2 separate regions of the Sus scrofa genome follow, and region 1 is linked to region 2. The links are chromatin contacts, called in public promoter capture Hi-C maps. All regions are on one chromosome and are shown on one strand. Each heading gives the region's core, a stretch centred on a gene start, on an enhancer-like site or on the middle of the called end of the contact. The rest is flanking DNA. Distances are from core to core; before and after follow the strand shown.

Evidence for each region. Promoter capture Hi-C pulls out the DNA fragments that hold promoters and counts their contacts.
Region 1: a contact with region 2 is called in a promoter capture Hi-C map of fetal skeletal muscle, with 6 times the contacts expected there. The contact joins the promoter of DNAH3 here to the promoter of EEF2K in region 2. A contact is called at or near these places in 1 of 5 promoter capture datasets (fetal skeletal muscle) and 1 of 47 Hi-C or Micro-C datasets (retroperitoneal adipose tissue).

What each region holds. Positions count from the first base shown.
Region 1 is chr3:24,907,775-24,913,100 of Sscrofa11.1, forward strand. It overlaps DNAH3 (dynein heavy chain 3, axonemal), which reads left to right and starts at 3,386. Exons shown (of 66, transcript XM_021086503.1): 1 at 3,386-3,727. TMEM159 (a long non-coding RNA gene) reads right to left here and starts at 3,053. Exons shown (of 8, transcript XR_002342386.1): 1 at 2,900-3,053; 2 at 653-681; 3 at 325-521.
Region 2 is chr3:23,978,447-23,983,512 of Sscrofa11.1, forward strand. EEF2K (eukaryotic elongation factor 2 kinase) reads right to left here and starts at 1,785. Exons shown (of 19, transcript XM_003124551.6): 1 at 1,434-1,785.

The DNA.
Region 1 (5,326 bases), core at 2,136-4,635, 930 kb after region 2:
TACAAAGGATGATCATGAGACTAAATTTTGGTCTATGAGATGTAACTGGAAGTTTTGTGCATGTGTGACTTCCAGGAAGTCTCCTTAAATTGGAGGTGGCTTGCGAGTCTTTCTCCTCCTGAAATGTGGATACAATGGCTGATGCTCTAGCGACCATCTTGGACAATGAGTTTGAAGGGCACAACTCAGACATGGCAAAGTGGTTGAGTGAGAAAGCTTTCTGACCTACCTCCAGATATCTTTTACTTGAGAAATAACTTTCTGTGGTGTTTAAGCTAGTGTTACTTTGGGATTTTCCATGATAGGCTCTGATTGGAAACTGACCTTTGAGTTATTCTGGACAGAGTCTATCAGCAAAGACAGCTTCCTCTGCAGCTCCTGCAAGTCTTTGGAAATACTCGGGGGCTCCTCTTTCGCCATCTGGAAACCTACTTCGGTCTCTTTAGGAATTAATTCTACCAGTAAGCTCGTCAGTGCAGGACACAGCCAAATCTCTCATGTCACCTTGTCTCTTGCTGTCACTGGAGGAAATGAAAAGTATCTTAAACCATTAGTGGTCTTCACCCAACTGACCCAACAAGAGTGTCTATCTCACACACTGATGGTGGGCATGAAGACAGAGGATGACTTGGCAATTTCAAAGTGTACACACCTTGATCCAACAAGCTATTTTCTAGGAATCTGAAAGAAATAATCAAACAGTTATATCAAAACATGCCAAAAGGATGTGCAGTGCATCTCTATTTATAACACATAATAAATAGCAAAACAATAGAAAGAAGCTGTCTACTAATAAACAGTGAATAAATACACACAGTGGAGATCTGTATAGCCATCAAAATGAGAACGTAGATATTTGGTGAAATAAAAATATATTTATGATGTGAAAAAAATATAAAATACTACATCTTGTTACATATTTTATTTCTATATACCCATAGTAAAATAAAGATCTGGAAGGATATATAACATGTTAACAGTATTATCTCTGAGACTTTATGTTTATCTTTTTTAGCCTCAAAACATGCTGAAAAGAGTATGGAAGAAAGTAAGAAAGCTGAATACACTCCTTCAAGTCTTATTGCCTTGTTTTTTCTGTTTTGTTTTGTTGCCAAAAAGTCCTTCTCAAACAAGTGACAGCCAATTTCTTTATTTACTATCACCACTAAACAGGTTGGCTAACAATTATACTGTGCCATAAATTATTCTCTGTTTACTTGTGTGTAAGTCTCTTCTCCATAACAAGAGAGGAACCTCAGGGGCAGACTGCCACAATTATACCCTGTGACTTGATAACCTGGAATTTCCAGGACTGTTCCAATCTCATGTAATTATTTATTTTTAATAAAAGCTATGTGTTGTTAGATATTAATCTTTTAAATGCTTTTTTATTTTCATACAAACAAATATATTGTTCTTACTTTATTATTTCCCAGAACAACTGTAGGGCTGGACATAGAGATATCTTTTCCATTTCTTCCTTAAAACTGATCTCCTGACCCATACCACAAATGCCTAAAAGATTCTGCCACAGTGAACAAAATTAAGAGATACATTTATTTACCACACTGAACATCCCACATGCTAATCATGTGAGATGGGAAGAGGTAGCACCTAATATCTACAGGGTCTAGAAGCAAATTAAAGTACATTTTAATCACCCTGGGTAGAGATTCTCTGCTATAATCCCTTTTGTGAAAAAGGAATCCCCTGAACAGAGGAGAACTAACCCCTCTCTTCCCATATTGTCTCAGAAGCTGTAGTTGGCACCGACTTGAATTTGCGATGCCCCCAGTACTCAGTTCCTCTAATCTCAAATCTGCAACAGGCAGAAACAAGCCCAGCTCCCTTTAATGGTCTCCCAGGGCCTTGGGAACCCAAGGTCCACTCGGACCGGTTTGGGGAGTCTAATGGGGCAAGAGTGGGTAGAATCCCACAGACACAGCAATTCCCAGATCCCCTAGTCACTTACTCCTCGGATGGGCCTCCGCAGGCACTGAGAAGTCTCCGGAGGGAAGATTTAACCCCTTACACTGCGTAGGACACAAGTTCCCCGCCTTCTCCGCGCCTTCCGGGCTGAGCCAGAACACCAGCTAACCCACCCTCGCTTCTACAGCCCGCCGCCCCTCCACGACAAAAGCCCCCAACTCTTCCATCCCTGCCCCTCCCGGGGCAAACGGAAAACCTAAACGTTCCGGCTGGGGGGAGGGGGGGCTCCGCATCCAGGGCTGGAGGAAGGAAACCTGGGGGCAGCCTCGAGGGGATCCAGGCCTCCCGCTCCTCACGTGGTTCCAATCTCCCCGCCTTCGAAGACGCGAAAGGGGGCAGGCGCCCAGTTTCTTAGGATCCAAAGGGAGGGGGGAAGGGGGATGATGAAGGTAGAGAAGGGGGTCTGCACCCGAAAGGGCACCGAGGCAGGGAAATGGGAGCTCAGGAGGGAGTCGAGTACCTAGTCATTAATTTGGGGAGAATAATCCACCTTTGGAACTTGGAGTTCCTACCAGCACTGACGGGAAAGGTGGGTCCACGTTAGAGAAGAACCTGATAAGGAGGAGGGCATCTGTGTTCATTAATTCTAAAGAGGGGGTTTGGAGACTTCCCAACCAGGTTTCCCAAGAAAGGGCAGGGTCTCCGGGCTGGGATAGGGAAGACAAACCTTTCACAAAACGTAGCAGGTGTGGATAAAGCGTGTGTGTGCGTGCGTGTGTGTGTGCGTGTCTGTCCCCCGAGGGCTCGGAGGGATGGGACAATAACCAAACCGCAGACTGAAGGGTTTAAGTCCTGGGACGCCAGCTACCTTCTCAACCCACCGCCCCCGCGCTCTGCCGTTCGTCCCGCCCCGCGAAGTCTAGCCAGTCAGGGCCCTCAGTTTCCCCGCGCCCCAGCAGCCAGCTCTCACCTGCTCCTGTCAGCCGCACCTCTTATACTCTGCAGGCGGAGCAGAGTGTGCCCGGAGCGGGAAGAGGAAGCAAAACGCAGGAAAGAGGAGCGGGAAGAGGAAGCGAGAGGCGGGGCGAGGAGCTGGAGCTCGCGCCCTCCCACCCCCTCCGCGGCCCCGCCTCGCACCTCCCTTCCCCTCCCCTCCCTCCCCTCCGCGGCCCGGCCTCGCGCCTCCTCGCCCCTCCCCTCCGCTCCGCGGCCCCGCCTCGCGCCTCCCTTCCCCTCCCTCCCTCCTCTCCGCGGCCCGGCCTCGCGCCTCCTCGCCCCTCCCATCCGCTCCGCGGCCCCACCTCGCCCCTCCCCTCCCCTCCCCTCCCTCCCCTCCCTCCTCCCTCCCCTCCCTCCCCTCCGCGGCCCGGCCTCGCGCCTCCTCGCCCCGCCCCTCCTCTCCGCGGCCCCGCCTCGCGCCTCCTCGCCCCGCCCCTCGGCTCCGCGGCCCCGCCTCGCGCCTCTCCTCTGCTCTGCTCTTCTGGGCTCACCGGGCCCAAGGTCCCAACGACCACGCGGAGGCGCTGCAAGCTGCGGCGTGGCGGCCAGAGCATAGCGCCGGGTGGCCACAGCAAAGTGCGCGGAGTCCCTCAGCCTTTCGGAGCTTCTCGGACGGGCGTTGAGTGAGGAGCTCGTGAGGAAACTGAGGCTCTGAAAGAGCTGCCCTTCCACCTCAGGCAGGTGGACTGGCGCGTGAGAATGGGCTTTCTCAGGATCATAGGGCTTCCGCTGCCTAAATACCATGAACCAAGTCTTTTGGAGGCATCTCTGGAGCTCAAGACAGACAAGTGACAGTGACGTAAGTACGACTTTGACTGGAAGGTTTTAACTGCTACTTTTCAAATGCAAATGTCATGACCCAGCGACATCCTTAAAAATGGGTTAGATTAGTGTTTCCATTTTATACATGAAAAAGTCTAATCCCAAATCCTCCGTTTCAAATCAGAGCCAGAACACATGGTCCCTGACCCGAAATCCAACCCATACAGCAGGGTTTCTCAGCTGGACATCACTGCTGATATTTTGGTCAAGAAGATTCTGTGTTGAGGGGGCTGTCCTGTGTATTGTAAGATGTTTAGCAGCATCCACGGCCTCAACCCACTAGATGCCAGTAGTACTTTCCTTCCTAGCAGATGACCAAAAATGTCCCCAAACATTAGCAGATGTCCCCTGGGGGGCACAGTTGTCTAGGTTGAGAACAACTGCCATAGGACATACTGGTAAAGACCATGAACTGGGGTCCAGCAGTCCCGGGCTGTGGTCCCAGGTCAGACTTTTACTGTGTAACCTTAGAGGAATTATCTCTCTGAGCTCAGCTTCGTCTGTGAAAGGGAGAGGGGGATAGACTTGAGGACTCAGGCCCTTTCCATCCAGGGACCTGTTTTCATCCATCTCTCCTCTGTGACTCGTGTCCATAGCAACCTGGAAAATAACTCTTTAGGAAAGAGAAAAGCAATCACAGGTTTGTAGTTAGGGCTGGTGAGTACAATAATGGCTGTGAAGAACTTAGCACCTATCTGGCACATAGAAGGGACTAAAAATATTTAATGTATTTGTTTTTCCTCCCTCATCATATCAAGTTTTCCTAGTTTATTTATTTTTATTTTTTATTTTTTTATTGTGGTATAGTTGACATATAACAAATATCAGGTGTGCAACATAATGATTTGATATTTGTGTACATTGCAAAATGATCACAATAAGCCTAGTTAATGTCTGTCATCATGTATAGCGTTTTTTTTTTCCTTGTGGTGAGAACTTTTAAGATTTACTCTCTTAAAAACTCTCAAATATGCCATACAGTATTATTACCTATAATTGCCATGCTGTCTATTAATCCCCCTGACTTACTTATTTTATAACTGGAAGTCTGTACCTTTTGATTTCCTTCACTGACTTTGCCCATCCATCAATGATGTATTACTTCTACCAAGTAGTATTTCCAGAAATAATTAGGCTGGTGGATAGAGAAATAAGTTTAGGGGTCATAATAATAATAAGCTTAGGGTCCTCTCTTCCTCCACCACATCCAGGAAAGAGGGAGCTAGTGGTGACGATAGGAGGACATAGGCAGAAATGTCTTCCTAAATTCTCATGTTTCAGGCAGTCATGTCTGGTTTCATGCCTTTTTTCAACTGCAGTATGATGGATGCCCCCCCAGGAAAGGGTTGGTTGTTTTTTTGTTGATTTTGTTTTTCTTTAAAAGAAAACATTGCAACCCTCCTTCCCTGATGGGTGTCGCTTTGCAAAGCTGAATTGGGGCCTCCACTTAAAATTGTGTTCAAGGGTGCCATCTAGGGGGAACCTCTGTGAATCCTCTAATTCCTTCTACCTGTGGCTTTTTTGTAGCGTCCACCAGATTTTGCTTTCTTGAGTTTTTGGCTGCTTCCTCTACCAC
Region 2 (5,066 bases), core at 535-3,034:
TATTTCAAGTGATCATCAGGCCCCTACTTCCTGCCTCCCCACACCCTGCAAAAGATAAGAACTTGGGACCCCAGCCTACACCCTGTCTTTAGGAAGAACACGAGGAGTTCCCATCGCGGTGCAGCGGAAACAAATCTGACTAGGAACCATGAGGTGGTAGGTTCAATCCCCGGCCTCACTCAGTGGGTTAAGGATCCGGTGTTGCTGTGAACTGTGGTGTAGACTGCAGACACACCTGGGATCTGGCTTTGCTGTGGCTTTAGGCTGGCGGCTACAGCTCCGATTAGACTCCTAGCCTGGGAACCTCCATATGCCGGCTGGTGTGGCCGTAAAAAGACAAAAAAAAAAAAAAAAAAAAAAAAAAAAACCAAACAAACAAACAAAAAAACGCAACATCAAAGAACTTGAGAGGAAAGGGAGGCGGCAATCCCAACCATGTTACACCTGAATTCCCGTCATCAAGCAATATATTTGTTGAATACACACGTGAGCCAAAAGAATGAATGTGAGGTGTTGTGGAGCCCACAGAGGGAGAAGACACCTGCACAACTCCACCCCTATACCCTTCCTCCTCCCACTGGCATCCTTTCCAGCTCAGCTCAAGCATCACTTTCTTCAGGAAGTCTTGCCCAATAACCTTCCCCCCAACACACACACACACAGCGTTTGCTCTCCGCTCTCACCTGCTCGCTCTATATTCCCACAGTTCCGGGTATCTGCCCTTGGCTCATTCTGAGCCTCAAGTTCCTCCTCCGTAAAATCAGAGGGGGTGGACAATGTCCTGGCTGATGGGCCCCAAGGCAGGCAGCTTCCAGGGTGGAGGTCCCAGAAGTCAGGCTCTCACACCGCGTCCCCACGGGGCAGACGGAGCAGCCCCCCTCCCTCTCACTAGCCGGACAACCAGGCTGGTTCCCCGCGTTCCCCCAGGCCCGCGGAGCGGATCTAGGCCGGGACTCACCCGGTAGGCTCCCGCCCCCGCGTCGCCGCCCGCATATTAATGCCCAGTCTCTTGGCGCACACGTCCCCGGAGACTGCCAACACCCGAACTCCCGCAGCCAACAATGCAGCAAGGGCGCGTCTACACTGTCCTCGGGGTTCTGGGAATTAGGGCCTCTTGTTCGGGGGCCGGGGAAGGGGACGTGGCTCTGGGCCCTGCAGGGGAAGGAAGGCAGGGCTGTCCCCACCCTCTGCGGGCCCCGAGGCGCCCCGGCTGGCGGCCCCCAAGCTGCCTCTCCCACACCATCACGTGCCGAGTAGTTTTCCTATAGTCACTGCCGTGAATCTGCACGACGGCCCCATTTTACAGAAGCAAACACTGAGCCCCGAAGAGCCTAACCCTCACCCGTCCCTTCCGCCTGGGTCCTCACTTTTAAGCCCCAGCCTGTTTGCAGCGCCCGATCCCGGCTCTCAGAGCCAACCGCCACCCCACCTACCTGCTCCGGGCGGACAGGCGAGGCAGCCGCTGCTCACGGCCGCGAGGATCCAGAGGAGCTGGCAGAAGCTCGTGGCCCGGTGCTCCAGGGTGCAGGGCGGGCGGGCCCCCCGAGAGCGCCGGGGAGCGGAGAGCCGGGCGCGCAGGCGGGCGCTCCAAGGAGGCAGCTGCGGCCGCCGGACCGATCCCGGGGCGCAAGGGGGCACGCGGGGCTGCTGGAAGGATCCCGTGTGCTGGGGGCGCGTTCCAAGGGCGCGGGCGCAGACCACTGTCTGCGGAGCTGGGGCGGCTGCAGCGCTGGGTGTGCGGGCGGCGGATCCCCACTGGAGCCGAGCTGGAGCTGGGGCTTGGGTAGGAGGAGGCAGGCAGGGGCGGGGCCACGGCCGGGCGGGCACTCGGTGCATCGTTCACGTGGCCGCCCTCCCGTGGCCGTCACCGCTTTTGCAGCCGCCGCGTGGACCTGCCGGCGCTCCGTCCCCAGCTCCCCAGCCTGCTGAGTATACGGCTTCAGGGCCCATCGGGTGGGGAGGGCCTGGCACTGACCCGCCAAGGGACAGCCAACTCCTCCCTTGCGCACCGCACCTTACCATCCTCCATAGCTGGCTGCCTCGTTCTGTATTCAAGTCCTTTCCAAAGAGTGATCGCATGTCGTCGTTGGTACTTCTCTAAGCATAACCTTAAAATATTTTTATCAAGAATGGATCGCCCCCCCATCCCACCCCGGATTTCTGCTTCGTAAAAACTTAGGCGCTTATGACTACGGCAATCATGTGTATAATTTTTCTATTCTTTATTTTTGTCTTTTTAGGGCCCCACCCACTGGCATATGGAGGTTCCCAGGCTAGGCCTCTGAGCCGAGCTAAGGCTGCTGGCCCACGCCACAGCCACAGCATCGCTGGATCTGAGCCACGTCTGCGACCTACACCACAGCTCACGGCAATGCCAGATCCTTAACCCACTGAGTGAGCCAGGGATCAAACCTGCCACCTCATGGTTCCTAGTTGGATTTGTTTCCGGGGCGCCACGTCAGGAACACTAACTTTTAAATGTTTTCAATTTATAATGTTGTGCCAATTTCTGCTGTACAGCAAAGCAACCCAGTCACACATGTACATACATTCTGTCTCTTATATCATCTTCCATGGTGTCTATCTCAAGAGACTGGATACAATTCTCTATGCTATACAGTAGGAATGTGTATAATTGTTTAATATCATCTCTAGAGGTCCCTGACCTGCCTAGTACATTGCTGTCTGTATTCCTGTTAGCACATGGCCTGGCACATAGTAAGTGCTTAATAAATGCCTGTGATATGAATGAATAGATATGAAAAGTTATAAAGAAGAAAAGGCAATAAAACGAATGATAACTACTGTGCACACATGGATATTCTTCCAGATAAACCTTCTAGGGAAATTTTAGAAATTTCACAACTCTTAGAAATAAAAGTAACAGTGATGTTTATCGAGTGATTTATCTCATTCCTCTTCACACCAACCCTAGAGGTAGGTCTCACTAGCTTTACTCTACAGATCATAAAAATGAGGCTTTAACAAATACCGTAGGATGTCGCTTATATCTGGAATCTAATATACGGCACAAATGAAGCTTGTCACAGAAAAGAAATGCATGGACTTGGAGAACAGACTTGTGGTTACCAAGGTGGGGGAGGGAGTGGGATGGACTGGGAGCTTGGGGTTCATAGATGCAAACTACTGCATTTGGAGGGGATAAGCAATGAGATCTTGCTGTGTAGCACAGAGAACTATATCTAGTCACTTGTGATGGACATGATGGAGGATAATGTAAGAAAAAGAATATACGTGTGTGTGTATGTGACTGGGTCGCTTTGCTGTACAGTAGAAAATTGACAGAACACTGTAAACCAACTACAATGGAAAAAATAAAAATGATTTTTAAAAATGAGGCTTTAGAGATACATTTGCCCAGCAGATGTCCAAGGTGGCTCTTCTTGGTAAAGGGCATCTTTATTTCAGGGCTCCTGCTGGTTTGGGGTTAAAAAAAGAGAGAGAGAGAGAAATTTGAAGGACCCCCCCTCTTCTCCTGCAGGTAGGATGGAGGGACGGCCCCATGCGGAAGCAGCCAGGTGATTTGAGAAGGATGGGGAAAAGCTCCCAGTTGGGTGATGGCTTGTGGGGGCTGTTTAAACAGTTTGTGGTGGGATGTGAGACATAGCCCCCTCCCTACACCCCAAAGAGTTCTTTGGTCAAAGCCTGGAATGGTGTGACCAAATTCTCCCATGGAACTGGAGGGAGTGCTGAGTGTTCAGGTGAGTCCCAGGCAGACACAGAGAAACAAGTGTGGGCAGGCCAGAGACAGAGCTGCTATCTAGGTATCCATGTAGGCTATTTACATTTTCCTAACAAGAGTAGACTCTTATCTATTGCTCCTTGCTTTCCCTGAACACTAGCTTGTAAACATGTTTCTGTTGTCAAGGGCCACCTGTCATTTGTAACGCCTGCTTTGATGCACCTTTTTGGGGTTGTCATAAGAGCTGATATTTACAGGCCATTCACTTTGTGTCAGGCACAGTGGTAACCACTTTACAGACCTTCTCTCTTTTAATTCTCATCACGACCCTCTTATTTTGCCCACTTTGTACACAAGGAGGCGGGAGACAGGGTGAGTGACCCTCCCAAGGTAACAGAGTTAGTAAGTGGCAGAACCAGGATTGGACCCAGGTCCAGGTATATACGGACCCCTCCAGCGTCCTGTCCCTAAGCCTTGCCTCTTCCGTTTTTGTGGACCCTAAAAATGCAGGTCCCACTGGGAGAGTGAAGTTCTTCAGTTTACCAGCAGCCAGGGCCTCTGCAGGGACTAGGTTCAAGTTTATGAGGCTTGGAGAACGGGTGACAGAGAGGTAGCATTTCACAAGGTGATGAGGGGAATGAAAAAAAAAAAAAAAAAAGAAGAAAGAAAGAAAGAAAAAAAAGGAATGGTCCTGAGACCCATGGCTGAGTGTTTTACCCTTTGGCGTCTATGCTACAAGTTTCTGAAAACACAAGACCTGAAAGACATATATCATTCTGGTTTGAACTGTTGGCTCCTTTACTTACCTTGAGAAAACTCCTCTGGCTTTTTGGCAAGAGTCAAAATTGCACCATACACCCACAGCATGTGGAGGCGCCCAGGCTAGGGGTGGAATTGGAGCTGTAACCATGCTGGATCTGAGCCATATCTGTAACCTACACCACATCCTTCATGTACTGAGGGAGGCCCAGGATCGAACCTGCACCTTCCTGGTTCCCAGTCGGATTCCTTAACCACTGCGCCATGACAAGAATTCCTATATTCTGTCTTTTAAGGAACCTCCATGGTGGTTGTACCAATTTACATTCCCACCAACAGTGTAGTTTTCTCTACCCCGTCTCCTGCATTTACTGTTTGGGGACTTTCTGTTGATGGCCACTCTGACTGGTGCGAGGTGATACTTCTTTGTGGTTTTGACTTGCATGTCTCTAATAATTAATGATGCTGAGCATCTTTTCATGTGTTTTTTTGGCCATCCGAAAAAGCACTTTCTTTGACCAAAGCATTGTCAGAGTTTCACTGGGTAGAGAAATGAAAGGTGGTTTTATTTTCTAATTTGTGCTTTGCTTTCTTAGCTTAGAGT